Linked DNA regions of Mus musculus: region 2 is linked to region 1. Evidence: chromatin contacts called from public HiChIP or PLAC-seq data. All regions are on one chromosome and are shown on one strand. Each heading gives the region's core, a stretch centred on a gene start, on an enhancer-like site or on the middle of the called end of the contact. The rest is flanking DNA. Distances are from core to core; before and after follow the strand shown. Region 1 has its middle 17 kb from the start of Rbm26. Region 2 holds the start of Ndfip2 (Nedd4 family interacting protein 2).

Region 1 (4,385 bases), core at 1,331-3,830:
GGAGCCCTCAGAGACTGATCCACCAACCAAAAGAGCATACATGGGCTGGACTTAGCCTCACATCCCTCCCCTCCCCCGCCCCCTGTTCTGTGTTCCAGCACATAGGGCTCAAGTGGAAGAGGATGTGCCTAACCCTGCAGAGACTTGATGTGCCAGGGTGGGGGCGGACACACAGGGAGTTTCTCACCCTCTCAGAGGAGAAGGGGATGGGGAATGGAGGGATGGACTCTAGGAGGAGGGACAGAGGCCAGGGCAGTCATCATGGGGAGTGGGGCGCAGGGAGAGAAATAGAGAAAGGTTGCTCAAAGAAAGAAGAGATGGAGAAGGAGAGAACAGAGACCAAAATGTCTGGATTATATAGGGAAGAGTCTCTGGGGAAAGGAAGTCTAGACTCTGGGCTGGAAAGTTCAGGGTGGAGGGCAGGGTATATCTGGCAGGGACTGAGGAATCTGGGAGAACCTGGAGCCCAGGTGTACTGGCTGGTTTTGTGTCAACTTGACACAGCTGGAGTTATCACAGAGAAAGGAGCTTCAGTTGAGGAAATGCCTCCATGAGATCCAACTGTAACACATTGTCTCAATTAGTGATCAAGGGGGAAAGGCCCCTTGTGGGTGGTGCCATCTCTGGGCTGGTAGTCTTGGTTCTATAAGAGAGCAGGTTGAGCAAGCCAGGGGAGGCAAGCCAGTAAGGAACATCCCTCCATGGCCACTGCATCAGCTCCTGCTTCCTGACCTGCTTGAGTTCTAGTCCTGCATCCTTTGATAAGCTGAATAAACCCTTTTCTCTCCAACCTGCTTCTTGGTCATGATGTTTATGCAGGAATAGAAACCCTGACTAAGACACCAGGTCTGCTTTGATATATAAAATATGCACCCCAGTTCTCTTGTCCAAGGGTCTGAAACCAATCAATTACCTTTAACAAGGTCCCCTACTTCATATGACATAACATTTACCATTTCTTACATAAACTTCAGTAATTTTTAATATTGCATCAAATGCAACCAGCTATCACCATAAGTCACCTTTTCCTCCTCATGGGTATCGCTGTTTTTAACTGTTAGGAATATAAAGTGCACAGAGACCACCACCTTACTCCTGTGGTATACCCAAAGCTGTGCCCACAGCTTGTAACTGGAATCTGATCAGAAACAAGCAGGAAAACCTACATTTGAGGGTCACACCTTTAAAATAATTGTCCCATACACTTCAATGTCAGCTTTTACGGACTATAATAAAGTTCTTGGCTCTCCTTAATATAAGAAAGAAAATTGACTTGAAAGATGAACATACATGATCGTGACTTTCTTTGGCTGTATTTGCCACTGTCAGAACCATCAGTGAAATCTGCAGCAAGGTTGTTCATATGTGGTAGTTCTGTATCGGTGTTGATCACAACGCTTTTATAAGAGTGATGTAGTTACAGAAGAAGCTGTCCTTGGTTTTAGCAAATGTCCACTGAGCCAGGTAGCAGTGAAAAAGCATCATATCTACAATTTTCTCTTAAATGGTTCTTAGATATGTACGCGCACACACACACACACTCACACACACAGAGGGAGAGAGAGGTGAGAGAAAGAAAATGAATGAATGCAAGAAAAACAAAGAAGTCTGCAAATGCAACAAAAGTTACCATTGGGAATCTAGGAGAAGCTATTCTAAAGTCTTTCTCCTGGTCTTGAAACGTTTCATAAACGCAGAATTGTGTTAAATGTGAGGAGCAGTGCCTAGTCTTGAATGTCCTCACTGCCATACCAAACACTCAAACTCTCACACGCAAACTTCTACGTCATCATCAGTTTTTAGTTACTGGTAAATTTTCTATATAGATTTATCCCCCCCCCCATCCCACTTTTTCATCTCAGGATTTGTGTTCCTCTTCTCCTTAATGTGTGCTATTTCCCTAGGGCAGATGATGCTCATTTTTAAACATATGGCGATATTCACTTTCTGCCAATCACTTACAAAAATACAGCAAAATAGACCAGTCCTTGCAATAAGCTAAAATAAGCTATGAAAACAAGGATGAGTCATGGGTTTTAGGAGCCAGCAGCTTTGGTTGGTCACTCATTCAATGCACGACCTTGGGCAGGGCAGGGGACTCATTAGCTGTGTCCTAGTCTCCTCATGATTGATCCCACAGGGCTTATGTTGCAGCGTTCAAAGGGTAAATGTGCGTGTGTGTCTCTTTGACTCTCTGTGATTTAGGTTTTAAAGAAGTTACCTCCAATAAGCATCCTTATAAATAGCACTCTCCTGCAAAAGCCCCCTCTTGGCATTTTGCCTGCAGATTTAGAACTGCACGTGCTTTTCATGAAGCTCAAAACAGGTCCAGGATTGGGCTGCTGAGTGCTTCCTCTCTGTGGACACTGCCAACAAATATTACTAAAGGAAATGAGATATTATCAAAGTGGTTCAATAAGCCATTAGTATTTTCCCTTTACATTTCTAGGCTGGAAATACCTTTTCCCCCCATTTAAGGTTTTACCCTCTCTATCAAACACTATCTTTGTCTGCCTGGCATCTGTTATTCTCTGGCACCATAGAGCAACCTTCCTTCTGGGAACTGCCACCCTCAGCTTAACTCACAGGACTTGGATGCAGTTGCCTTCAGAGGATGGAGTCTATGACGTAAATAAGACATGGCTGAGTCTACAGTGATCAGCTCATCCCTGTTTCCCACCTATCATCCAAAAATGCGGAGGAATATCAACTTAGTGTTATTCTTATTATAGTGTATTTCACATTTGTTCAGTCAAACTTAGCCAGAGTTCCAACGCCCTACGTAAAATTCAACTAGAAAGTTACCTACCAAGTACTAATTAGCATTATAAAGTCAGAGCCTACTGCTCCAGGCTTTTCAGTTAGTTGTTTACTAAGATAAGAAAGGACAGTCTTAGCCAGATACAGTTTACCATAAGAAAAGTTAAGAAATCCCACGAAAGCAAGTTTTTTCTTTAGCCCTAGATTCAAGGCAGAACTATTGAGCATAGATAATTTTCCCCCCTCAGGCCAGCTTTTTCTTTTTTTAAATTTTGTTAATAAAAGGGAGGAGATGTAGTCTCCCCTCCCCCAGCCTGAAACCTGCTTGCTCAGGGGTGGAGCTTCCTGCTCATTCATTCTGCCACGCCCACTGCTAGAACCTGCGGAGCCACACACGTGCACCTTTCTACTGGACCAGAGATTATTCGGCGGGAATCGGGTCCCCTCCCCCTTCCTTCATAACTAGTGTCGCAACAATAAAATTTGAGCCTTGATCAGAGTAACTGTCTTGGCTACATTCCTTTCTCTCGCCACCTAGCCCCTCTTCTCTTCCAGGTTTCCAAAATGCCTTTCCAGGCTAGAACCCAGGTTGTGGTCTGCTGGCCAGACACAACAGCTCAGGAATGGGCGTCTAATACCAAAGACCACCAGTGCCTCTCATGTCTCGCAGCAACATTACTAAGAAATAGGGGCCTTTTCCACTGCAATTGCTAACACATGAGAAAGGAAGGTTGGTTTGCTACAATTATCTTGCTACTCAGAGGAAAGAACATTTTAATTTTTTATTTTTCTAAAGATTTTTTATTTTATGTATTTGAGTACACTGTAGCTGACATCAGACACATCAGAAGAGGCATCAGATCCCATTACAGATGGTTGTGAGCCACCATGTGGTTGCTGAGAATTGAACTCACGACCTCTGGAAGAGCACTCAGTGCCCTTAACCACTGAGCCATCTCTCTAGCCCCGGGAAAGAACATTTTAAAGTGTATTTTCATCCCAAGTAGATGGAAGGACGGAGAGAAAAGTCAGTTTCCAAATAACCGTTTAATCAACACAACTGAGTGTGCCTGCAAACACATACTGACACTTAGGTATGTGGGTCATAGATTTACCTTTCTTCCTCTTTCATCTTTTCTCCTCCCCCCCACACATCACTTATTGTCTTCTTAAATTGGCTGAGAAGGCTATAAGTCATTTGGTGTGTCTGATAGTCAGCTGGCTGCTTATTTTAGGTCTATTTTATTTAACATATTTCTATTTATTCAGTTTATTCAAGGGCCAGTGTTCCCAGCTGAAACTATGCACTTCTCATCTTTCTGTATGAATGGGCATGTCCACACAGCTGACCAAGGGGGTATCAGCAAAGGTGGTGTCTTAGCCAGGGATTCTATTCCTGCACAAACATCATGACCAAGAAGCAGTTGAGAAGGAAAGGGTTTATTCAGCTTACACTTCCATACTGCTGTTCATCACCAAAGGATGCAGGACTGGAACTCAAGCAGGTCAGGAAGCAGGAGCTGATACAGAGGCCATGGAGGGATGTTCTTTACTGGCTTGCTTCCCCTGGCTTGCTCAGCCTGCTCTATTATAGAACCAAGACTACCAGCCCAGAGATGGTCCCA
Region 2 (4,385 bases), core at 1,050-3,549, 64 kb before region 1:
GTGTTTCTCACCCCTATGTACAGTTCCCTATCTCCTGACCTCATCATCGCTAACAAAGTTGTTTACTGCTCCAGTTTATTAATCATTCTAGAGTTTCAAAATAAGGCCTGACCTAAAGGTAGCCATAAAACAGGCATGCCCATTACATAAGCTAAGCTTCCAGACTGAACCCCAGCTACCGAGTCTACGCAAAACTCAAACTCAGTTGTATCTATGCCGTTTTCCCAGACAAAGCTACTCGCAAAAAAAAAAGGGAGGAGGGCAGTTTATCATCCTAAACACACGAACTTACTATGTAACCACAAAAGTAAAAGAATGAAAATACAAATTTAGACTATAATAAAATTCTCCAATGCTTCTCCCCATAAAAAATAATATTCTATCTAAAAGAAATAATTTATTTAGAATGACTGATTTCTGCCCTCTGCCCTTACAGAGTGGCTCCACCCACTCAAAGTCTTTATAGGACACAGCTTCAGTTTTGAAGGGAAAAAAATGTAGTATTTTATACCTTCTTTCAAAGTTTAGACAAAAGTAAACTCCAACATTATCTGAAGAGATTTTGAGAGAAAAAAATAGTCTCAACTAGTTACCTCCATCAAAAGCAAAAGAGACAATATAATAAATTAAAACTATTAACACTATTTTAAGTATCATCCATGGTTGAGCCCAATAAGGAAAAGCAACCCAAAGAAAGAATTCAAATCAAATTATATCACTTAGAGACACAAACAGAAGTGGGTAAGATTTGAGAAGTAAAACAAGTATCAATGATAAAATTACGTGGCTTTTTTTTTTTTTGCAAACACTTAGAAAGGGAACAATGTCTTTTAAAAAATATAAAGTTACCCAAAGCTGACAACTTGAAAAGCACCTTCAATAAACTGGCAAGATTTCTATTTCCTAAGCCATTCTGAAAATGTTGATAATTTTCAGAAAGTTCATAATCTAAATCACCTGGCCATGCTATAGCAAATAGACACAAATGACAGAGAATTCTTACCAAAGAAAAAATGAAAATTTAAGTCTCTACCACAATCCTTCAGATTTGTCAAAAGGCACAACACACATGCAGACAGACAGAAAAGATGACATATAGGACTAACTGTGCAATCTTATAAACCCGACACGCAATAGCAACAATATGCACAAATGCTTTTCTTCTCTCCCCCCGTAACTATGTTCCACTAAATTATCTAAAAGTTTATAAGTGAAAACGCAATAAAGTAAATATTGCTGACAATGCTATTCACAATATTTATCTCCAATGACATCACTAAAACACACAGGGTGTAAAATACAGAGATTCTGACAAAGAAAATACAGGGCGCATTTCACTCATTAAGCATAGCTGGTGGTTTACATACTTGAGTGATTTTAAAACTCTGTATTAAATGAAAACTATTTCATTTCAAACAAGGTTTGATTTTTTTTTCTAATAAAGCGCTGCACACACGAACACAGGCAAAGCAGGAACAGATTTAAAAAAAAAAGAAAAAAAAAACGATCACTGTAATACTAACACAATGGAAAAGGGCAAAATGACAAGGTTAACTAGAAGAGAGGCACCTTCCCCATCACAGCTCTTCTCTACCCCTCACGCCGGTTGTAGCCCTGCTGCACCCCACTCTATAACCTCACACAATTCAGGCCACCGGTCGGGTCGACTCCCTGACAGGTACCTGCACCCTGCCCCGCCGCAGGGGGACACCACTCACTGCTCACGGGTGTGTGAGTCAGGGAAGAAGGAGGGGAAAGAAAGCCAGCCGGGGTGAGTCGGGGAGCGTCGCCGGGGAGGGGGCTCGGCGGGGCGCTGGCCGTCGACTGCGGCCGGGGGCTGGCGGAGAGGTGGGCTGGGCGGGAAGGGGCCCGCCGGGACGCCCCGAGGCCAGCGTCCTCCCCGGGGCCCGCGCACTCACCACCTGGTAGCGACCAGTCCCCAGCTGGTGGTGATCCATCCTGCCCGCCTCGGGGTCCGGCTTCCGAGCGGGCGTGTCCCCTCGGCGCTCAGCTCCCTCGGCCTCCCGGGTCGACGTCGTCGCCGCCGCCGCCGCAGAGCCTCTTCCGCCGCCTCGGGTTCTGCCGCCGAGGTCGCCTGGCGGGGCCGCTTCACTTCCTGTCGCTCCCTCGGCTCCAGCGGAGAGCTCCGCGTCGCTCGCCGATCGGCGCCGGAGCTCCGGGGAGCCGCGCGCGCTACTGAGCATGCTCGGCGCGGACGCGCATGCTCTCTGGCTCCGCCGGCGTCCCATCCGCCGCCCGGCTCCGGAGGTGTCCCTAGGTGGGAGGAGATGGAAGAGTCAGGCAAGTCCCCGGGAGCCCTCTAGGTTGTCATCTAGTCGACAGTGGGCGGTGGCAACCGAAGCGGAAAAGAAAAAAAAAAAAAAAATCGTCCCACTTGATTGGATTTTCCTGTGAGGGCAGGTTTCACTGTGGGGCGAGAGGATGCATCGTCACTGCGGAGGGTGGAGGCGCTGCATTCCTAGAGCACCTGAGGACAGGTCGCCCTTTTATTAGTCCCCAGCCTAGAGCATCTCAAAGAGATCCATCTCAGGACAGGCCTAAAAAGGCGCTCATTCGAAATCATTAATGAGGTAATGAATTACCAAATACCAGGGACATATACATATACAAAGACCACATATACATATATAAAATCAGCTTTAAAGTCACAGTAAAATTTCGAGGAAGGAAAAAAAAAAGACAGTCTTGCTTCTGAGCACGCGTAGCCTTCCTCAGTAGAACAGCTCATTTGTGACAAATGTTAAACCCATTTGACAGCGTACCATTGTCAATCACTTAGAATCCATAATAGATTGCATTGGAGTTCATTTTGAACATTGTACGTTGTAGGAGTTCTGACAAATATACCCTAACTATTATATATCATACTGAACAGTTTCATTACTCTGAAAATCCTGAATAGGGCTTTACCCTCCTCTTTCTTTTGCCCCCTTGTTTCTAAGAGATTTACAAATTCTTCAAACATATTCTGATGACATACAGAGAAAGAGGCCTTTAGAAATAGGAAATGGGAAGGACAGAAGAAAATAATGAAGTGAGGTAGGATTTTTGTGTGTGTGCTAATAATACTCAGATATTCCTAAGATAATGGTAAAGAATCAGTTTTTGTGGCGCATCATAATACCCTGTGACACCTCTCTCTCCTCTCCTCTCCTCTCCTCCCTCCTTCTTTCTCCTTCTTTCTTCTTCCTTCTTCTTTTTCTTTCTTCTTCCTTCTTTTTCTTTCTCTTTTTCTCCTTTTTCTTCTCCTTTTTCTTTCTTTTCTTTTTCTTTTCTTCTTTTCCTTTTCTTCTTCTTCTCCTTTTCTTCTTCATCTTCGTCTTTGTCTTCTTCTTCCTCCTCCTCCTCCTCCTCCTCCTTCTTCTTCTTCTTTTCTCTCTCTCTCTCTCTCTCTCTCTCTCTCTCTCTCTCTCTCTCTCTCTCTCTCGGCACAGAGCATGTTTCTCTAACAATTAGAAGACTATGGCAGACCAGCAAAAGGTACCTTTTAACCCAAACATCTGCTTCTTGTACCCTGAGATCTGTGGCCCTACTCGATCTGGCCCAACTGTTCTTTTTAAGATAATCAAGCCCTTTCCCCATAACTGTTCTTACTATGGAGATCTCCTGGGGATCCGGGGAGGGAAACCTGGAGACCATCTCTCACTTTGCTTCATACATGTGCAGATGAGATTGCCGAAAGAAAGGAAGCCAGATGAGACTGGTACAACTGGCCAGATCCAACAAAGTTCAATAAACTTTGTATAGTTGTAGCTAGAAAAGTTAAGTCTTTCTGATATTTTTATTTTTCAGATGATTTATCAGATCTCTATTAGGATCATCTTAAAATATCTAATATTAGCATTGCCAGACCAGAAATAATAAAAAGCAATTGGTGTTGTCATACCTAATTTTCTTCATGTGTTCCAATGTAGTATATTTTAGATCCTAATTTAATCGATATTATTAGCACAAGTGCCAACTCCTTACAGTATCATCCTGAATAGAATTGCCTTTCATGAGCTAAACAACACCCAGTGTTAGCAAAGAAAAATTAGATCCCAATATAACTTGTTATTATAAAGGTAATTTAGAATTGAATTCCTGTGCCCTTTTATTTTCATTAGCTGTGTAGGTTCACTTGTCTCTAAATTTTATTACTTCTAAGAAAAAGAGGCCATTAAAAATCAGAGACCTGACTCAAAACAGACACCCCGAACCCTGGGTTATATCAGCTCTTCCATTCTACCCACACCCAGGTTCTCTGACTGTTTCTACTCTCACAGAGCAGATGGCATGATTCAATGACACAATAGATTTTCAGTGAGGAAGTTTGGAAGAACAATGAGACAGTGAGATCTGAATCTAGTGTTAGTTTAGCCTCC

The links. HiChIP or PLAC-seq counts read pairs in DNA pulled down with a chosen protein or histone mark.
Region 2: an H3K4me3 HiChIP or PLAC-seq map of embryonic stem cells shows a contact between it and region 1, with 19 read pairs. The contact joins the promoter of Ndfip2 here to the enhancer-like site in region 1. A contact is called at or near these places in 3 of 39 promoter capture datasets (hematopoietic stem and progenitor cells, liver and maxillary cranial neural crest), 8 of 484 Hi-C or Micro-C datasets (B cells, LSK cells, cerebellum and 5 more), 9 of 115 datasets of contacts at active chromatin or transcription factors (SST interneurons, embryonic stem cells, extraembryonic endoderm stem cells and 4 more) and 3 of 9 other capture datasets (adipose tissue, embryonic stem cells and liver).

The regions. Positions count from the first base shown.
Region 1 is chr14:105,192,561-105,196,945 of GRCm38.p6, reverse strand. No RefSeq gene overlaps it. Among named protein-coding and RNA genes, the nearest start is that of Rbm26, 17 kb to the right of the region's middle. Within about 2 kb of position 2,580, at least 11 of the 459 cell types and tissues checked have an H3K27ac peak or open chromatin away from gene starts, as enhancers often do. A contact at or near this core is called in embryonic stem cells, where this site is marked.
Region 2 is chr14:105,256,537-105,260,921 of GRCm38.p6, reverse strand. Ndfip2 (Nedd4 family interacting protein 2) reads right to left here and starts at 2,299. Exons shown (of 8, transcript NM_029561.5): 1 at 1,920-2,299. The coding sequence starts at 2,249.